2 separate regions of the Anser cygnoides genome follow, and region 1 is linked to region 2. The links are chromatin contacts, called in public Hi-C maps. All regions are on one chromosome and are shown on one strand. The core of a region is the stretch at or near the end of the contact, and the rest is flanking DNA. Distances in the headings are between cores, read along the strand shown.

Region 1 (6,649 bases), core at 509-3,008, 190 kb before region 2:
GATGGGAGTTAAACACTGCCACTTCTCAGAAACATCAACAGAAGTCTCATCCATTTCTCGAAGCCCAGAAGCTGTCCCAGAAGGGCTACCAGAGCCACACAGAAGTCAGTGCTAGAAAGCCCACAGCTGGCAATGTGTAGGTCAGGCTGGGCTGTCTGCGAGCTGCAGTCATGCCTGTAGGATGGACGTACCGTGCTCTCTTCTGGGTAGGGTAAATCAGCCTGCTCTGAGCTCCCTGCTGCCAGGGGCACGCTGCTGCCCCTTCCAGAGACAGCCAGCCTAAAACCAGTTTGCGTAACTCTGCAGTACGTTCCTTTCCAGAGGTGCGGCGTGCGTACCTTTAGAAACAGCGACGTCTACAAGGCAGGAACCTGCTCACCTTTCAAAATCCAGACAGCCGTTTTATAGGCAGGGGGTTATACGGAGCAGCACAGCAATTCTTGACATTCCTCTGACAGCAACGGCCTTCTGCCCAAAGGCGTGCAGTCTCCCTGACCAGCCCAACTTGTATTTGAACAGTTACAATATATTTAGAATTTTCAAGTCTTTCCTAGTCAAGAAAAATGAGTCACCACCACTCCACAGCACTCAACTCCACTGGAATATTTCCTCTTTTGGGTAAGGCTTTCTTACGCGCAACCACCTGCCCCATCCTTGCACCGAAGGTACAGGGAAGGCACCAAACACATCAATCCTTCGGGCCTTCGCCAAGGTGACAGAAAAGCAAAGCCTCAGTAGAGGCTGAGCAGAGTTGCGATGAGTAGAAGGGTGTAAAATCACTACACCCATTTGTTGCAAGGGAATCAAACTGGTTTTTCATGAGGTGTCATTACAAAGCGCTGCCGAAATGCCAGACCTCACCTTCCTAATAGCAGGTAGCTGAACAGAATCACATACCCCTGACTATTCAGGGCTAGAATACAATAATCTCAGCAGGAAACCACCCATGGCCATGGAAACACACCTACAAAGGAGGTCAGGAGCTCTCACAGCTAAGACAAGATGATCTTGCCAGCAAACACTGGGCAAAAGAGAAGCCATGGCTAAGTGCCAGCCTGATGGCGCTGCTAAGACAGTAAAACAGCGTGTGCAATCTGCTAACAGAAACACCTCAGACATGTTCTGTTGCAAGCAGGGAGATGCCTATTTATTTCTCATCACCAGCTCAGCAAGCTTCCTCCGGGCAAACAACTCGCTTTCCTTCTCCCATAATAACGACCAAGTTGCACCATCACGTACATCTGTGGACCTGGCACTTTCCAAAGGTTTGCACAAGCACTAACGAAACTTGGTAAACAGTTCTCTGAAGGAGCAGAGTCCAGCCCACCCACGCCACGTTTGGCTTCGCAGCGCTAAAAGGTGTGGAAACTCGTACCATCGCTCGGAGATCACTGCCATCAGCAGATCCGAAAAACATACGCAAGGATTTACTGAGTAAAGAGGTGCCACTTTCACAACAAAAGGGTGCATTTGAGCACTGTGAGGCACGGTGGGTCCCTGTACTTCTGTCACTGAGGGTAGTGAGCTTCCACATCAGTAACCATATGCCTGCACGACACAAACATCCCCCTGCACCTAAAACCTCCCACATATCCACCTCAGGGTTGACTTAAATTTGTCTCCATCTTTGGACACACGAGATGGCTTCTGACTTTTTTCATCAATCGCTCCTCTCACCTTTCCCCAGGTAATTACAACCAAGCCATTATTTTTTCCTTTCTGGCGCTGAGGTGTGTCTGGACAAGAGCTCCTCTGCACTCCAAGGGCAAGACTGAAAAGCATTTCTTAGACTGTAACGTTCCTCCTGTGCATACGCCCCTTTCACGATCTCTCTGTAAGGAAGGAAATGGGGCTCTTAGTTACTTCATCTCCACCTAGAGAAGCACTTTTCTTCCTCTCCCTCTCCTATTTCTCTAGGGAAAGAAACAGAAGATATCTCCTTTATCTCTCCCACTGCTTGTCAAACCAAAAACCATCTCATGTCAGCAAAATGGGGAGCTGCAACAAGAAAAAGACAGAAAGCAAAGTGAAAGAGATTAAAAGTTTGACAAGAGTGCTCTAGGAAAGTCTTTGATGTCTTCAGCAGCTCCTGTTGAGCTCCTGTTGAGCTAACAAGAGCGGCAGATTTGACCCTAGATATTTGGAAGGAAATGTTGATAATGGCAGTTTTGCTTTGTAGGCTCCTGCTTACTTGCATGCTCACGCACACGTAAGATACACATTGCAGAGAAGATGCACGCCAAAAATTACAGGCCAGAGTACAGAAGGAGCTCATTGGCTTGCCCAAAGAACAGAAGATGGGGCTTATTGGGTGCTCACTGGGAAAAGAAACAGAGCTGAGAGAAGGCAGCTCGATCAGGGCTAGAAGAGGCTATGGATAAAGCAAGGTTCCTCCTCTGTTGTGGCCAGGGCTATAAGCATAGCGATGTCAGGTTCCACCACAGCAACAATGTGTGTTTACTTCTGCTTGAAAAACAGAAGCTAGTCAGCCTCCCAGAAATGCTGGGAACTGACCTAATTACATAGGGAATACCAAGTCAAACCAACTTCAGCGTGATGCAACGCTTCTTGCTGTGCCCAGCTCTGGGAAACTGCTCATCCCCATACAAGCAAAACTCTGCTTTACTCTCGTACTGACCATACTCTTGAGGGAAAATAAACCATCTGCTGCTTTTTATCCAGCAGACCTGAACTTCCAGTGCCTCTTGTTTCTGTAGCAGCTTCTGGATTTACCTTCACAAAACACAAGGAGATGAGTAACTCTCCACCTGAACGGTGTCCAAGTTCTGAGAGCCAGCATTTTGGAGAACGTTTGAAGCAGCAGGGCAGATCTAGCTGGGAAACGCCATCTAGAGGCCAAAACGTGCTTTTACCGATTTATTCTTGAAAAGTAATCGTTGAACTTGCTCCTTTCACTTCAGTACGATCCTCTCACCACCCCTAGAAGCGCAGTAATCCCTACTTCACGAGGAGCTGAAGTTCCCTGCCGTGCTGTACCATGAGTCCCAAGAGCAGTACCCACCTTTTGTGTACCAGCAATGCATCTGAACTAGAATGCTTTGTCCCTCATGGCTTTTTGTACTTACCAGTTTGGGTTTATTGGCTACCTCTACTGCACGTAGCAGAGGTGCATCTGAATTGTCTGTTTTCACAAGGCCACTCCTCCAGTAGCAATTTACAAGTTTAGTGTCAGTTGACCGCATCATGAGAACTGGAAGTGGGGCCAGCTCCAGAGAGGAGCATGAAAAACTTCCCTAGTCCTTCCTCACTCCATCCAGCAGGTGAGATTGGGAACAAAGCCATCACTATCAGCTAGGCATGGTTTCACCACTGAGTTCTTCTTATAAGTCACAAATTGTAGAGATATGGATGGGGCATTCACAGCCACTCACATCACCAAACAGTGAGGAAAGAAAGGGTCTTCCCATTATCAGGGAATTCGTGGCAGCACATCGGTGCATCACATGGAGGGAAACACGGCCCAGCTATTTGGAAGCAGTATCTGTCTCCCACTGAAACTGGACGTGGGGTGACACAAGCAGATTGCGCTCTAGAAGTTGAGCTTTACATATTTAACCCTACAGGCTGGGAAAAACAAAACAAAAAATAGCCAAGGTGTTTGATGAGTGCAAACCCGAGATGTGTGAAGTGACCCAACTACTGGATATTTACTTCAAGATCAGGCAAGGCAAATGTTGGTAAAACTACCTAGCTGTTCCAGAAAAAGTTTCCTGGAAAAAAAAAATCCAACATAAAACTTCTGGTTATATTGTAGAGTTTTAAAAACTCCTTCATTTCTATGGGATTCTAGCAGCACGTTGAGCTCCCAGATGAGGTCAAGGCTCACTGAGCTGGGCACAATGATGAATACACAGGGAGGCACTTCTCATACTTCTGAAATTTGAAGCATCAAGAAATATGAAACATCCATCATTGCTGGAGAGCAAGGAACTGGCCACAGAGGGAAGTTCCAACCCTAACCTAAGCCCTCATTTAAAAAAACAAAATGAAACTGGAGCACTTAGTAAGATTATGGGGTAAAGTAGACTTAAATTAAGTGGCAACTAAACAATTTGGTGAACACAGTATTATAGCCTTTTTCTTGTGTAAGAGCTTTTCATGTACTGAGTGGTCAATGCAACACAGTGACCATTACCATGCCTGACAAACAATGTCAGACAAGATGACAGCCTTGTGCAGCAGATTTTCCAAACCAATGTAATTCCTACGGGAAGTAAGAGAGCTACGGCAAAATATGTGCTGGCTGACAACAAGCCACAGCAAAGATTTCTCCCCCCACAAAGGGAATGATTAAAAACCTGTTTATGCTGAGCTGCTCAGAATAGGATCTGTCCCTTCAAAGATGGAACACAAAGTTAGGAAGTCATCTCTTCTTGTTTTATTTATATATTTCTACACAGAATTAAGCTCCTGCAGAAATAAAGCCACATGCTTCCTTACAAAGAGGAGCCTGGCATGCCTTTTCTCAGATTTCCTTCCAATTACTCTGTAAGAGGCCAAATCAACCCACCAACCACAGGAAGATCCAAGAACAGTCCCAGAACAATAAAGTCAGTTTCAACAGTTAAAAAAAAAAAAAAATGGTGGCAGAACTCCTCCTTGATGAAGGCCTCTTTTTCATTACTTCTGTATAGAAAAAGCCAAACCCCAGAGAGAAATCAGTTGTGAGCAGTATTTCATCAACTGATCTGCAGCTATGAGAAGACGCGGCTGTTATCACCAGAGCAACAAAACAGAGGACAAGGGTGGAGAGAGAAGACGAAGGAATGCTGATGTGCGGGGCTGGGACTGAAAAGGGCACAGCAGGGTGTTTATTCATAGCCCACAGAGTTCAGCAGCTGTTTCAGAACAACAAGTCACATCAAAGGAAAGAACTGTTAGCACAGCTACTACGTGAAGTGTTTTTCAACCCAGAGAAGTCTGTCTTGATAATGGTGAGGAGGAGGAGGGACTTTGGGAAAACTCCCTGTTCCAGGCAATTAGTGAAATTTGCTTCAGTGTTCATGTTAAGATTTCAAAGCAATTAGGAAATTCAGGTAGAAATAAAATCCATCCAGGACTTCTCAGGCCTTAGCCCGGCGTAGGTGGGGGTAGCTCTGGAGAGTCCTGTCTATCGCTTCATCCAAGCTCACCACTGGCTTGTAGCCCATGTCTCGTTTGGCCCGTTCACAGCTGTAGTAGTGAAAGGTCCCAGCTAGTGCTACCCGCATAGGGGTAAAAGTGGGCTTGATGGTGACCAGTGGACTGAGCAGCCACAGCACTAGAGCCAAGAACAGGGCCAAGTAATATGCCAGCCCATAGGGAATATAGTACTTGGGTGCATCGTAGTTCAAGCCAGTCAAGATACGGGACATGAATGCCCAGAAGGGAATTGGTTCATCATTTGTGATATGAAATGCCTGAAAGAGAAGACAAAAAGCCAGATGAAAATCATGCCTTTCACACATTTGTCTCTTTGATGGCCCAGCTCATCTCATGTTCACGCCCAGGAGACTGACACCTCTGACTTGACCGCAAAGGCATTTCCATGAGAAACTACCTTCCACCAACCTCCTCCATCTGAAAAGCAGTTATCCCCTTTACTAAGACCTTTACTAAGACAGCCAGCTACTTCTGACAGGTTAGTTTACTCATCAGTGGTCAAACTGAATGACACAACACAGTGAAAACATATAAAAGCATGCCCAGAGCATGGTGGTGCCATGGAAGTCTGTAAAGAAATTCTGCTGCTCAGAGCTCTATTGTAAGAGCTACATAACTTCTCTTATGCACTCATTTCAGCTACCCACAATCTGCCCAGACTTCCTTCCACAAGGTGTTTTACAGAATGAAGTTAAAAGTATTCGCATGCATTTTGCCCCACATTGTTGCACAGAACAGTCATCGGATGGGCAACGATTCGTTATAACCAGACAGGAAAAAGTGACCCGTTTGTGTGAGCTAGCCCCGCTCATCTGAGACGGATTTTTCAGTACAGACACATCAACATGAACTACAGAGCAAAAACACATAACCAAGCAAGGCAGGCAGATGAAGCTGAGCTAGGAGACACCCACTCCCCTTCCCAGTTCCCTCCTTACCTTCCCACACAAGGGAGAGTCCTTCTGAAGGTGCTCAGCAGCTAGGATATGTCCATGGACCACGTTTTCCACATAAGTGAAGTCTACCAAGTTCTTTCCATCCCTGCACAGATGAAAGGAAAGAGTTATGTCCAAAGGTAATCTGGGCAAAAAAACTGCTTGCGGCAAAAGGAAGGGTATTTCACATAACACAATTTGAGAATCCTCTTCTCCCTGTGTTGTGCCATAACTTCAGGTTGTTTGTTACTCTGATAGAGATATGAAGTCACCGCATCTTATCTCGAGACAGAGGAAAAGCCGTTACTATCTCAGCTCTTGAGAAGACCCTCAGAAAGTTTATATTCCTGTAACAGTACCCTATTTAAACCCACTGAGATCCTACAGGTCTCAGGACCACCAGCGATCCACAGAAGCAGAACAGATAGGAACACAGTGGCAACCAGCACGCAGGAAGTCACTTAAGGACAAGCTTTCAATTATGAATTTCTTGGCTCATGAAATTTTAACTTACTCAATAAGCCAACTTCAGTCCCAGCTGAAACAGATTC
Region 2 (5,723 bases), core at 17-2,516:
TGCATAGCAGGGTCTTCTCAACCTGTCAGAGGGAAAAGGGAAAGAAAAATTCCCAAGCTGGCAAAGGAAAGGATTCTCCACTGTTTTTCTCTCCCCCGAGTAGATGCTCCCGTGGCCAGCAGGCTCTGACACGAGTCCTGCTCTGCCAGCCTCCAGCTTCCAAACACCCCGCAGGAGCCTCCTGCCTTGGAGGCCTTCATCACCCCTCATCCAGATCTCACAAAGGCTGAGGAGCTATCGGGGCATCGATCAACACACACGGAGTCCCAGACAAACATCTTTCTGCAGGACACACAAAAACGGGTGCTTGAGCCAACCGGGCCATTTCAGCAGCGACTGACCACGAGCATCGCTAGAGGAGCGCGAGGCACAGCCGGCTGCCAAGGCAGGAGGCGGGCCGTGTCATTCCCATGATTAAACGCTTTCTAATCTGAAGTTGATAAATAACAAACCGCCATAGAAACATCAAATGTTGTCACCACGGGGGAACAGGGAGAGAAATCAATGTTTGCTAAACAGGCGACGAGCTCGTGAAGTTGGCAGAGGGAGCAGTGGGGGGGGGGGGGGGGGGGGGGGGGGGGGAGAAGGAGTTTCTTCATTTCTTGGCAGCCTCCAGCCCTCCTGGCCCCAGACCCCTGCTGCTCTGCCAAGTGGGGGCACTGAGCCCCAAGCCCCCTCCCCAGTGCGGGGGGGACCTCCCGGAGCACAGGCACGCGTGGGACAAGGGCTGTGGTGTCCGGGCCGTGGGATTACGCAGCACAGGCTCTTTCTCCTGCCTGCACCTGCATGAAACTCCAGCCTCCAAGGGAATCAGCAAACAATGGGGAGGATAATCATCAATCAAAAGCCAGGCAAGTACCTGGCAGTACCCCTTTAAAGGGACACGTTATAAATAGACTGTATTTATATACAGATTTGGTTCAATATCAGCATTTATTGTCTCCCTAGTTAAATATTGACCTGAGTAAATATTTGTTTCTCTGATCATTTGGTTTTGATATTGACCTCGATCGACGTTATTTTCTGTTTGTTCCTCATGTCTTCTGGAACTCTCTGCAAAACGGGATTAGGAAAGAAAGCCCCGGGACTCTTCCTTTCAAGCACACAGGGCCAAATGTCTGGCTGCTGTGAACAGCCGAGCACAACTGCAGGCAGCACGGTGAGCCCTGGGCTTAGGTAGGTGGGTGCCACAGGTGGGCTCCTCTGCTTGCTCCATCTCCAAGAGGTGAGGAGTGACTCCGACAAGCTAGTGCTGCTCCTGATGCATTAGGTGCAACGGGGCAAGAGTCATCTTCACTAGCTTGGGCCACCTGGAAAGCAAACATCTAAGCTGAAGTCTCTGTGCAAGCTCTCTCTGGAGCCCATGGAGAAGGCTGCCAGAGGTGCCCTACCCCACCAGCTTCCCATCTCGAGGTTTTCATGTCTTCCCACTTGCAGGAGCACCCCCTAGAGCAGGACGAGTCACAGAGATACACCCTTTCTCCAGGTTCCCTCCAGGAGCTCATGGATGGTGCAGGAGCTGAACCACACTGCTCTAGAGGGTTATTCCCGAGCTCTTTTCCGCTGCTGTGGTTGAACTACCCGAGTTAATTATCACTTCTTCTAATCAAGGGATTTCCTTGAGCCCAAGAGTCACCACTGAGGCAGATTTGGGCAGCTGGCCTCTGGCTGAGCCAGTGCTTCCAGCAGGTTTCCCGACTGTTTACTATTCCTTTCCTCCGACAGCTGATAACAACCCACTGAAAGGCCATCTACCTCGGGTGTTTGTCACAGAAACCATGCCACTACAGCCAGCAATCCCAAAGGCCAGAGAAAGCAGGACAAGCACCCCATCCATCTTCAAGGTCAAGTGCCCAGAAGAGGAGCAACCAGGTTCCAGTGGGGCTTTAAGAGAGCTAGCAGAAATAATGGACTGAAAAATAACCAGGACAGACCTTGAAGGCACGGAGCTTGGAGGAAGCTCTGGCCCAGCTGCATCATCTCCAGGCCCTGCTGAACACCACGACCATCGGGCCCACCTGCCCTGGGCTGGGCTGGGCGGTCCCATGTCAGTATTAGAGTATCTCCACGCTGGTTTCTCCTTTCCCGGACCTACCAAGCACAACCTCAGGACAGAATGAATGCCTGGACAGAGCCCAAAGGCCACGAGAGGGAAACGGGGACAGCCCTCTCCTCGTCCCTGTTCTGCCCTGGCAGGAGGACAGCTCTCTGGAAGTGTGCCTGCATGGGAGGGGAGGACACCCCCATAAGGCAGTCATGTCTTTGTACACAGCTTTCTATTTCCAAAATGCTGTTGCTCAGTAGAGGCTGGGGCCAAGCCCGTCAAAGCCAAGTGGAGGTTCTCCATCAACTGAGGTGGGCACCCACAGCTGGAGGCAGGAGGCTGCGCTGGGTGGCCTGTGGTATGGATGCATTTTCTGGAAAGACTAAATGATCCAGTGCTACTTCAACGCCTGGGAGATCAGAAGGCTTGGAGCTATTTCAGTCTCAGCTAAAATGTGCAGGAGCTCAGATGCTCCCCAGGTTTACGTATGCACATAAGCAAAAATTGAATTTGGATAGGCGTGCTTTCCAGTGGCCATCCCCTGTTGCAGCCTCCACACCAGCACTCCCTCCCCTCTGAATCTGACAAGATGGAGGATTTCAAATGTCACTGCTCCCCAGGATGACCCAGACAAATTTATCCACTGATTTCTAGCAATTGCATGGCCACAGGGCACTGGGCTTTTCCTTGAGCTCTCCCATGGTTCCCGAACCAAGTGTAACATGGAAGAGGCTGTTAGAGCTCGCAGGGAGCTTCCCCCAGCTGGACTATGGGTGGGATTCATTCCACCTCACTCAAACCATCCGAAAGCTCACACTCATCACCCAGCCTCTTCCAATCAGAAGGAAAGGTGCACATTCCCAGGCAGGGTCTGACAAAGGCAGAGTGAGTCATCTGCTGCTTGCTGGGACTTGTGAAGTCCTCCTGGCAGTCAGTACACGATAAGACGGGCCAAAAAGCCTGTTTTTCCCAGTACAATGAGCAAGGCAGACCCAATACCCCATGCACGTCTGGGAGAAGCAAGGTCAGGTTTCATGCACGGACAAAAATCCCACCGTCCCGGCAGCCCTCAACTTCCTCGCCAAACCAGTTAGTGAAACAAAACAAAACAAACCCTAAGGCGTGTGAAAACATTGCGTTCGAGTGAGTAGGTCTTTGGGCCAACTTCTTTCTTCTGGGCCCGCACGGCACCCGGCATGGTACAGGGCCAAGTAAATACTGCCAGACTCACTCCATGGACTGAGAGGACACGTACTGCTGCCCCTTCCAGCGAGTACCCTGCCCTATAGATTTCCTAGCATCTGTGCTTCCGGAAGGGTCCTTCCTCTACTCCACAAGAAGCAAGCCTCAAAGATTGTCCTCCAGACCCATTCCCTTGGACAAAACCTCTCCTTCCACATCTTCTCTGTAGAGGAACGAAGAGCCAGTTGCCCTAATTAAGGGACACTGATTAGGGAGAGTCCCAAAAGAACCTCCAAAACACCAAACACTGGAAGCTGCTCCCAACAGAGTTCTGTTCTACAGTGCCAACTGTTTCAACACTTGGAAAGGAGCAATGCCCAAAGTTTTCCTTTTAGTTTAACAAACTTGGGTCATTCCCACCTGTCAGAGAACACCACCAAACCTCGCATCCCTTGCGAGGGTCTCCAGCAGAAAACATTCAGCCACTGCTGGCTGCTGCTCCCTATGCTAGCAAAGTGGAAGAGGATGATGTTGTACGGGTAAGGTTGATGCGATGGGCTGGGCTGGCAGGTGAGCAGGTATCCACATCTCCCTGCCCGCTCCGGGATGGTTCACACGTGTGGAACAGTTGCTTTGGATGTGGCAGAGGTGATAACGGATGGATAACACTCTTCCTTCCTGCACGGGATAAGTACCTGCACTTCTGGAAGCTGAAGGACCTGACCTGACTTTACTGGGACTGATTTCTCGCCGTTTTTTTCTTCTCCTTGTATTGGAAATGCCACAAGGAGCAAGGTCATTAAATACGCTTTCACACTGGCAAATCCTGTCCTTGGTGGACACTTGAAGGTCCCCCATCACATTAAAAAAAAAATAAAAATAATTTTCAAAGAATTCTCCAAGCATTTCTGAGCATAATGAAAGATTCTTTGTTTGAGTTTCAATCTGAGCCTGGAAGGGGCTGAACCTCTTTGATGTGGGAAACAGCCCATGGGTTTTTTTTTTTGAGAGAGTTTTCATGCTAGCTCAAGTTCTGAGAACATCTGAATTGTAAACAGCGGTTATCCAATCCCCAAACACCAGCGGTACCCTGTGACTCATGTAATTCACCAATGGAGCCCAAGAAAAGCAAATATTCTAATCAAGGGGCTCAGCTAACAAGACGGTGGTAAGTGCGATTATTTGCAGTGGATGGGTTAGATAAAGGAGCTCACTGGACCAGGGAATGGGAACAAAGTAGCGTAGGTAGCTGACCAAACAGGTTCGAGAAGGAAAACTTCACGGTGGATGATGCACCGGCCAAAAATGAACTGCCCTAGACCTTCGTGAGTAATTCCAGCCGACGTGTGCTTCCCACAGCCCATTCAGGAAGAGCGATAAAGGGAAATCCGTTGCGTTTATTACAGAGCCGGAGTCCCCCGCTCGCTTCCTCCCTCGCATACCTGCCCTTCCAGCGGCCAGAGACGAGCAAACACGCTCCCCTCGCTGGCCCACAACCTCTCCATGTGGGGCAACCGGGAACGAACAGGAAAGGGGGCAGCACACCTGCGGCCCCCCACTCACCGCGTCCCCTCCTGCGGCCATCCTGCAGAACAATCGCCCTTTGTACCACGTGGACAAAGCCATTGTGCTCCTGCGGGCTCAAAGTTCGGCCCAGACGCCCCGTCCCGCGCCTCACCTGCCCGCCCGCTCAGCCGCGGGACGTCTGTGGGGTTGGGGGATTATGCAAAACTAAAAACCGCTGCCGCCGGCTCAGACCCCACACAAATTTCCCTATCTTTGGCTCCCTGGTTTTGTCCGAAGTGCCCCGCTTTGGGCCTGCTCCCTCAGTGGGGTCTGGCCTGGTCCGAGCCCACCGCGCCGACAGGTCCAAGCAGGGGCACAGGGACAGGCCCTACTCCAGCTGCAGTCCCCTGCGGCCCCACAGACACCTGCCCGGCTGAGACCCAATCGGACTTGCAAATCTGCAGGCTGGTCCTGGCAGCACCAGGCTCCAGCTGATCCCAGAGCAAGGGACCCAGCCCCGGTGGGATCCAGCCCCCAGCCAGAGACCGGGCCTCAGCTCCCACTCTCCGCTCGTGCTGGGAGGGATCAAGCGATCCCACTCCTCCTTGCCCAGCCTGTAACTCAACATCCCCCTACTGCCGATTCTTTTTCTGCCAGCACCCTTGGAAAGGGGATTTTACACCCCGCGACCTCACGCTGCCCAAAGGCACGCGTTACTGTCCCCACTGGGACCCACCTGGGCCCACAGCCCACCCCAGATCCGCCGAGCACGGGTGACAACGGGGTGGCCCTGGGGTCGCGGCAGCAGGACACCTCACCCGCCCGGAGGTCGAGGCCAGCCCGGAGGGACACCGTCACCCCCCTGACAGCAACCGGCCCCCCGGGGGTGCTGCAGGGGGAACATCTCTTTCTCCCCTGCAGTGCCTCCCTGGACGCGCCTTGGGTTCGGTTTCGTTTAATTTTCTTCTCCGTCTTCCTTCTGGCATCGGCC

Evidence for each region. A called contact is a pair of places that touch in the nucleus more often than the background predicts.
Region 1: a contact with region 2 is called in a Hi-C map of liver, with 3 times the contacts expected there. The contact joins two enhancer-like sites. A contact is called at or near these places in 2 of 7 Hi-C or Micro-C datasets (both in liver).

The regions. Positions count from the first base shown.
Region 1 is chr13:6,118,425-6,125,073 of Taihu_goose_T2T_genome, reverse strand. NSDHL (NAD(P) dependent steroid dehydrogenase-like) reads right to left here. Exons shown (of 9, transcript XM_067005207.1): 8 at 6,102-6,204; 9 at 4,377-5,420. The coding sequence ends at 5,085. Among named protein-coding and RNA genes, the nearest start is that of ZNF185, 8.6 kb to the left of the region's middle. Within about 2 kb of position 1,758, at least 1 of the 3 cell types and tissues checked has open chromatin away from gene starts, as enhancers often do. A contact at or near this core is called in liver, where this site is marked.
Region 2 is chr13:5,925,159-5,930,881 of Taihu_goose_T2T_genome, reverse strand. All of the region lies in intron 1 of LOC106047520 (Krueppel-like factor 5), which reads right to left. Among named protein-coding and RNA genes, the nearest start is that of KLF8, 13 kb to the right of the region's middle. Within about 2 kb of position 1,266, at least 1 of the 3 cell types and tissues checked has open chromatin away from gene starts, as enhancers often do. A contact at or near this core is called in liver, where this site is marked.